2 separate regions of the Anas platyrhynchos genome follow, and region 2 is linked to region 1. The links are chromatin contacts, called in public Hi-C maps. All regions are on one chromosome and are shown on one strand. Each heading gives the region's core, a stretch centred on a gene start, on an enhancer-like site or on the middle of the called end of the contact. The rest is flanking DNA. Distances are from core to core; before and after follow the strand shown. Region 1 has its middle 55 kb from the start of MAF. Region 2 holds the start of MAF (MAF bZIP transcription factor).

The links. A called contact is a pair of places that touch in the nucleus more often than the background predicts.
Region 2: a Hi-C map of skeletal muscle shows a contact between it and region 1, with 5 times the contacts expected there. The contact joins the promoter of MAF here to the enhancer-like site in region 1. A contact is called at or near these places in 2 of 8 Hi-C or Micro-C datasets (liver and skeletal muscle).

What each region holds. Positions count from the first base shown.
Region 1 is chr12:5,889,534-5,893,692 of IASCAAS_PekinDuck_T2T, reverse strand. No RefSeq gene overlaps it. Among named protein-coding and RNA genes, the nearest start is that of MAF, 55 kb to the left of the region's middle. Within about 2 kb of position 2,097, at least 3 of the 8 cell types and tissues checked have an H3K27ac peak or open chromatin away from gene starts, as enhancers often do.
Region 2 is chr12:5,944,399-5,948,557 of IASCAAS_PekinDuck_T2T, reverse strand. MAF (MAF bZIP transcription factor) reads right to left here and starts at 1,934. Exons shown (of 4, transcript XR_005268829.2): 1 at 12-1,934. It overlaps LOC140003533, which reads left to right and starts at 1,771. Exons shown (of 3, transcript XM_072043996.1): 1 at 1,771-1,788; 2 at 1,920-2,682. The coding sequence starts at 1,771.

The DNA.
Region 1 (4,159 bases), core at 848-3,347:
CTATCACAGGAAGGTTTACAACTCCCTTCTCTTGCCTGCACAAAAATCCAGTAACAAAAGATAAGTTCACATTTAAACAATGCCCATGGAATTCTGCACCCAGACACCACTCCTGAGCTACCTACAGCCACGGCGCCCCGCACAAGGCAGCATTTCATCGTCCACCTCTACTAGCACAGAAACGATGATGACCAAAAAATGCATCCCACTTTCCAAGTGCAGCATAGCAGAGAGTGGTTTTGGCTTAGCTGCTCTAAACAAGGCACTGATTAGCCAGTAATCAGCGAGCGATTAGCAAAGACAACTAGGTCACTTGGAGTTCAGCGTATGTATTGTTTGCTGGGAGGCACCGAAACGCTTGTGCTCCATGTAAGCACACATGCTGATACGATTGTCCACCGCAAACATCCATTCAACAAACTTTGGTTGGGAAATCAACTTGTGTCCCATAAAAATTCAAGTGTAAATATTGCAAAATAAGAATCGAGATACTGGCTGGCTTTATAAAGCATTGAGAGTTGTAGGTTGTTAATGTTGTGTGTTAAATAGCTTCAGTATGTAACACATAATCAGGAACACTGCGATACGATGACAAGCCATCTTTTTTTTTTTTTCCAAAGATTATTATAAACAATCTCTACCACGTTGTTCCACAGCCTAGCCACGACCGTTCAGTATCAGATCTGGAGGTCCCCAAACCCGCTGATAGTAGCTTTGCACAGAGGACAACTACACGGCAGTCCAGAGCACAGATAGCACCAGAGCTCGCACACAAAACCATAGCTGATCATAAGGGACATCTGACACTCCTCTATCCCAAATTTGCACTTGCCTTGACTTTGGTGAATCAGTTACATCCCCTAAAAGCTGCGAGTCCTACAGGTTTGCCACTTTTAGTCCTTGTGTCACCTTCTAGATACAAAGGAAATCTGAAAGAAAGGACTTGCCAGCCACTTCAAAACATGGCTAAATATATACCTGAGACAAATTCATGGTCTCCACATTACCCATTGCATTTAGTTTCTGCTATGCTAAAGCAATCCCATGTATTCTGGTAACCATCACTAGATGTGTCTGAGATCCCGTTCCCTGTGCATGGGGGTGGTAGAATGGATACAGCCCCACTTCAGAAAGACAGGGCAGGAAATCCCCAGTAATGGCATTCTGGCTATCTGGGAAAAAAAATCAGATTTACATACCAACACATTTGTCTCTTCCTTGCTAAAATGGTGGATGTCTATTCCTGCCAAAGGAGGATTGTATTAACTGTACGAACGCTGTATTAATTTTAAGAGTCTTTGTTTTCTCAGCTAAAAGCGTTCCATGAAATGGTCATAACCCTGAAACTCCAGCAATCAAGATACATCTATAGGAAAGATCTTTTCTTCACACACTGCCCCTTCCTTCTCCCGTTTTATTTCCCTCACAATAAGAAAACAGAAACAGGAACATATAGGAACATAGGCTTTCCTAATGTAAGCCTAGTCACTGTGCCCTATAGCCCAGTGCTCTCCTTTCTCTTCACCCCCAAATGAGGAAAACGTGATATTTTCAGACACTATTTCCAATTGACATTCTCTTCAATAGAACTCTGGCATCATTAGGGCTGAATAATGTCTGGGGCGCACATGTGCCACATATACACACAAATATGTATCCGTATTTATCTAAATAACATGACTGTTGGTGCCAGAAACTTTACTACATTGTTGTACAATAGCCTCTTAAGTGGTTTGCATTTTCAGTGTTATATGAGTGCCATTGGTTGTCTAATCCTGCTTTGAACTTGATTACTGTTGACTTCAACAAAGAATGTCATGTAAATTTTAAAACTCATAATTTGGCAAGTGTTTTTTTTTTTTTTTAAATCCTGTGAATCTGAGCTCTTTTTCTTGCAGTGTCTTTTAGCGGGTGTTGTAAGGAAGCAGCTATTCAGTTATTACAAGCACTGACTGTTTTGCTAAAGCATGGTATTTGAAGTAAACAGATATCAGAATATGTATGTCCCAAGGTTAAGTCTAGAAACAGGATGCTCTGAATTCAACTGGAGTTAAATTAGACTGGAACAAACATGAGCAAATCCTCCAGCCAAGAGACAAAACATTTTTTGTTGTTGTTTTCAGTCTCTAGGACATTAAAAATATCCTGGCATGACAACACAATGTAATACTTGAAGCCTGATATGACATAAAATGAAGACAGAGGACGCTGTCCTGGAGACATGCCTTGCATTAGCTTTAAATTTGTCCTCCAATACTTAGCAAGCATTCATCAGAGAGTGACCCTGACCACACCTGGATGGACAACTGTTGGTGCGGGAGATGGCTTCATGCCCTAGAGGGATCCCAATCAAGGGTCCTTAGGGATTGCTAAACTGTAAGAATGGTGCTGTCGAGACACTTCTGGTTCCATCCTGTCCCCTAATGTCTCTTTCTTCTTGAGATACTGAGGGAAACTGAAGAAGTGTAAGGTATGTCCCTCGTGTATCTGTGAGAGAACACAGAGAAGGTTGCTCCTGTGAGGATAACAGGAAACGAAACATCCCGGTTTTGCCATGATCAGACTGTTGTAACGCAATGTGTGTGCAGAAATGTGACCTCAGATTACAAAACAGAAATGAAGTGTATGGAGATTTGCAGGAAATAATGCAAATGGAGAGGAGAAATATCTTTTTCTTGCCAAAGTCACGCACACACATAATGTCAGTACCAAGCCAGTGCATACCCTCAAGAAAATGCCCATAGGGTTTAGGGAAAATATTGCTGAAATTATTACAGAATAATTAAAGAACTGTTACTTGACAAAAGAGTAGGACTGGAACACCAGGAGTTCTCACCATGGCAATGGAAAATTAAGTTGTACAAGTGCCACTGTTAACATAGGCAATGCTCTAGAAATTGGCTAAAAGCATCAGAAGAAAGCAGATAAGGTAAAGAAGGCGTGACACTAAGGGGTGTTTGCAGGAAGCCGTTTACCTTGGTTACTTTAAAAAACTCACTTCATTTTAGTTACTTTCCTTAGCCACTTCCATTTGAAGACAATCTTTTTCTTTCTTCTTCTTCTCCCCACCCCCCAAAACCACCGTTATCTACTGTACATGTATGTGGAATGAGGACAAGGATCATCATGCTAACTTCAGCACAAATCGTCTTGTACCCTTAAAGAGCATCACCCCAGCTGAGATGGAAACAAGTCAGAAAACCTTATCACAGCATTAATTGCAAAACATCCGTATCTCATTGTCCATAAAAGGAATACAAGTTTTGAAGACACCCTGGAAGGCAGTGAACTCAAAGAAGGAGCATCAAAAAAAAAACCAAAAAAAAAACAGGGGAAACTATTTAATGGCACTAATCAATGTCAGTCTTTCAGGTTGGGGAGTGTCTGCACCTTGAAATTTTGCCTTAGTCACCAACTTTTTAAGATTGTGTAGACCAAGGAGAATATAGGACAAACAAGGGAACACCAGGTCACTTTCTGCTCCCTGTACCTTATCTCTTCCCACTGCCTTCAGTCCTCATTTTTATTTTGTGTGTATTTCCAAGCAGATTCTCCTGATCAGAGCTGACAGGAAAGTTTTACATGGACCAATAGTCCTCTGTAACTTTCACCACCTTTCCTGGTGAAAGGATTTCAGCTTTTGATTAGCTGGAGTATTAAATATATCGTGCAGGCTACTGGAAAATATAGCAAACACAGTGCAAAGATGATAATACATACACGAAATGAAAGACAGAGCTTGCATCATTCCTCAGCCTGTTAATTCAGATTTGCCTCATGGATTTCCTTGCTCATTGTTGTTTAAATAGTCCTAAAATTACAATGGAGCAGATGTACTAAGAAATACAGTCAGGGTACCTGTTTACACTGTGAGATATTCCTGTGCAAAAAGAAAAATGCTGTCCTCTTGGAAACGGGAAATTCCTATCATCTCCCAAATTGCACTTCTGTACTGAGGGTTGTGTTTCCAGCCCATCAGGGCTAATGGGCTCCACAAAATCCAAAGAATGATTATATTTAGAGCACAACACAGAGCTGACTGTTATGTAGCAACTTAGCTGGTATATAATTACTTTTGAGGAAAATGCATTGCTGAACAACATCAGTTTTCAAAGATTTAAGTTATTAAGGAAGATTAAGGAATTTCACTCTGGAAAAG
Region 2 (4,159 bases), core at 685-3,184, 55 kb before region 1:
TGGGCACTCACATGAAAAACTCTGGAGAGGAAGGGTTGTCGCTGCTGGATCCGTTTTCTCTGAAGCCATTGCTGACCAGCTTCTCGTACTTTTCCTTGTAGGCGTCCCTCTCCCGGACCAGCCTGGAGATCTCCTGCTTTAGGTGCTCCACTTGCTGCAGCAGCTGGTTCTTCTCCGACTCCAGGACGTGCCGCTGCTGGACCCTCTTGAAGCGGCAGGACTGGGCATAGCCCCTGTTTTTGAGGGTCCTCCTCTTCTGCTTCAGCCGGATCACCTCTTCCTTGCTGACGCCCCGCAGCTGCCGGTTGAGCTCCCGCACGGACATGGTGACCAGCTGCTCGTCCGAGAAGCGGTCGTCGAAGTGCAGGCCGCCTCCGCCGTGGTGCGGGTGGTGCAGCCCCCCGGCGCCCCCGCCGCCGCCGCCGCCGCCGCCGCCGCCGCCTCCGGAGCCGGCGGCCGACGACGACGAGGAGGAGGAGGAGGAGGAGGAGGAGGAAGGCGGCGCGCTGCCCGGCGCCGCGCCGTGGGGGTGCCCCCCGGCGCCGTGGTGCGGGTGGTGGTGGTGGTGGTGGTGGTAGTGGGGCGCGCCGCCCTGCGCCGCCGCCGCGGCGATCACCGCCGACACCACGGCGGCCGCCGAGCCCATCTCCTCGGCCGGCCCCGAGCCCCCGGAGCCGGCGGCCGCGGCCAGCTGCTGCCCTCTAGCATAGCCATCGAAGGCGCCGGGCAGCGGGTGGTGGCTGCTGTTGATGAGCGCCTCCACCGCGTCCTCCGGGCTGAAGCCCAGCGCCTCGGGGTTGAGCTGCTGCGGGTAGCCCGTCATCCAGTAGTAGTCTTCCAGGTGGCCCTTCTGGTCGCTGCCGGAGCCGGGGCTGGGCGCCGAGAAGCTGGGGGACGGGGGCACCGAGCTGCAGGGCGTGCTCATCGGGGTGGAGGAGAGCGAGCCCCCGGCGATCAAGCGGCCGCACTGGCTGATAATGCGGTCGGTCTCCACCGGCTCCTTTTTCACTTCAAACTTCATCAGATCGAAGTCATTAACATATTCCATGGCCAGGGGACTGGTGGGCAGGTCGGAGCCGCTCATTGCCAGTTCTGATGCCATCCTTTTGCTGCTGACAGTCCTCCAGAAAGGGTGCGCTCCGGGAGCGAGGGGACTGCTCTGAGTTGCCGCCGGGTGAGCCAGCTTGCTGCCGGGCGAGCTCCGCTCCGCACCGCTCCGCACCGCTCCGCACCCCTCCGCACCGCTCCTCCTGCCGCTGCCTCTCGCCGCAGCCTCGGCTCCGGCTCCGCTCCGCTCCGCCCCGGCCGCTCTCGCTCCGGCTCCGCGTTATCCCTTGCAGAGTCTCCGCTGCTGCTGATGCATCAGAGCGAGGGGCTCTCGCTATTCGCCTTTTGCATAAAGGTTTTTTTTTTTTTTTCCTCCTCTCTCTCTCTCTCCTCTCTCTCTTTTTGCAGCTTGCAAACTGCAGCTGGAAGTGTTAGCTGGTGTTGTTGCGAGTAAATCTCTTTTCTTTTTTTTTTTTTTTTTAGGTTCAGTTTGGTTATTTTTAACACTTCATGGTGCCTTTCCTCTGGGCTTTCTCATGCAAAGTGCAAAGCGAGGAGAGAGGTTCATCGGGGAAAGGAGGAGGGAGAAGAGACCGAAGACAAAAAAAAAATCAAAGTCGATATCGCAACCAAAATAATAACAATCATAAAAAAAAAAAAAAAGGAGAGAGAGAGAAAAAAAAAAAAAAAAACACAACTCAACCCCAAAGCTACGGCAAGAAGATGAAAAATATTTTAAAGGTTTCATCCAGCAGGAGAGTTTAAAAGCATTGCAGAGTTTTATAGCGCTCCTGACGTCAGCCTCCGAATGGCAAATTGGCTGGGCGGGCGGCCCAATGGGCTGCCTGCAGCCGCCGGCATTAGCATAATAGTATAGAAACAAGGAAACTTTTCGGGGCTGTCAATCAGGGCGCAATCAGCTGACTGTCAGCTGGGAGCGCCGTAACCCCTTCCTGCCCGCCCCGTTCACCGGGGACCGGGCACCGGGCTGGGGCCGCTCCTCCCGCCGGGACGCGCCGTCGGGTGCCCGCCCGGCTCCGCTCCGCTCCGCTCCGCGCTGCCTTGCTTTGTCCTGCTTTGTCCTGCTCTGTCCTGCTTTGTCCTGTTCTGTCCTGCTCTGCCCCGGGGTGCGGAGCCCTCGGGTGCTCCTGGCCGGCCGGGCACCCGAGGGCACCGGGGGACTTGGCCCGGGGGCGTGCGGGGACGGCCCGAGGGAGGGGGCTGCTCCGGGGGGCTCCGCGGGGCTCGGCGGTGCTGCCGGGCTCAGCCGGGCTCCAGCCGCTACCTGGTGCCGGTACCGAGACCCCCGGGCCGCCCCCCCGCGGCGGCTCCCCCCTGGGTCTGCCGCTTGCTGCCGGCAGCGATCGTTCCCCGGCCGTCCCCAGCAGAGAGGTCCGAAAGCCCTGCAAGTTTGCAAGCCCCGCTCCCGCCGGCGCTCGGCCGGCCTGGCCGGGCTAATTAACGGAATACATCGCGAAACTAATTGTCTTCTTTTTAGCCTCCCCTCCCGGTGCCCCCCGGCCGGGGCTGGAGGGGGGGGAGCCGTGCGAGCGCGGAGCGGGCTGCACCCGGCGGTGCCGAGCGGCGGCGGAGCGGCTCCGTTCAAACCTCGACAGCGCCATCTCTCGTCGAAAGGTCAGTGCCGAGGCCGTCCCCGGCCGGCGCCGAGCCGCGGGAGCAGAGCCGAGCCGTGCCGGGCCGTGCCGAGCTGTGCCGTGCCGTGCCGTGCCGTCGGGGCTCCGCCGTCGGGGCTGGCCCGGCCCGGCCCGGCTCAGGTCGGCTCGGTTGGGGTCCCTTCTTGGCCCCCCTTGGGCCGGGGAAGCCCGCAGCCTGCCGAGCTGCCAGGCTCGCTTTGTCGAGCGGGCTTTATGGGAATATCGATAGAATTAAAGTTACTTGTAATTCCGTGATAAATGAGATGTCTCTAGTAAGTAAGATTAAGTGCGGTGCTATAAAGTTGTTTATCTGAAAAGTAATTCTCAGAAACCTGACTTCTGACACTTGGTCATATATTAAACCAGCTTCTTGAACATTGTACTTCAAATCCTCCCTTCTCCCCTTGCCCGGTCCCTTCCCCCTCCGAGTTTGCTATTTATAACCGTGCACGGGGTATGACTTTGTAGGTGCAGGCAAGTCTCTGGGTAATTTTTCACCAACTGTGAAAATCATCATTTGCGATAGCCAAAGAATCTCTGCTTCGGAAATAATACTTGGCTAGTGGATTCACGAATGGATAACATCTTCTGACTATGCCATTATCAGTACGAGTGCCAGTACTAACATCTGAAAGTCATACAGCGTGTACTGTTCCTGGCAGTTAAAAAGGTAGGGCATACTGCAAATTTAGGAAGATAGCTACATCTAGAAGTGATTGCAGAGGCAATCCTGTAAAGTTAAAAAACGCTACCGACGTCGCTAACAAAATTAAAACAGTTCTGCACAGCCCCACAATGCACACGCACAGAGAGCCGTGGACATCTGCTGGGTTTATCTTGCAGCTGATATTCGTGACATACTTAATACGACTTAACTGCTCCGGCTGGCTTTCCCATTTCTTCACATCGTAGGAATCAACAAAACTTCCAGGCTCGCAGCATAAATCCCCACAGGACAGTCCAATTCCCCGTATTTGTTTTTTTCCTGAGGAAGATGAATGTGGTACTGTATATCACTTAACGTGCTCACCTATGAGGGGCATAAAATGTGTGCTAATATTTTTAAATGAAAAGGTTATTGCTTTTCAGAACATACAATCGTAGTATTTCACTTGCCTGTTTGATAGATGTCTGTGGAAATATGGCTCCAGCCCCATAAAATAGTTTATTTGGACATGAGGATTCAAAGTGCTACATTTGCAAACTAGTAAATTTCCTGAGTAAACTCTGAACTCGAGACAAAGAGTATGAAATTGTGTGAGCTAATGGGGACCGTCTGTTAATTGATACCAATGTAAGCAAGTGCTGCAAATTAAATCAGAGCTCTGACCTACCAGAACAGCAAGTAAAATTATTAGTTGTACAATATTGTTCTTGTGTGATTATTACACAGAGCTGCCGCACCAAAATGTCTCTGCTGCTCAGCACACCAGAGAAAAAAAGATTATTAGCAATTT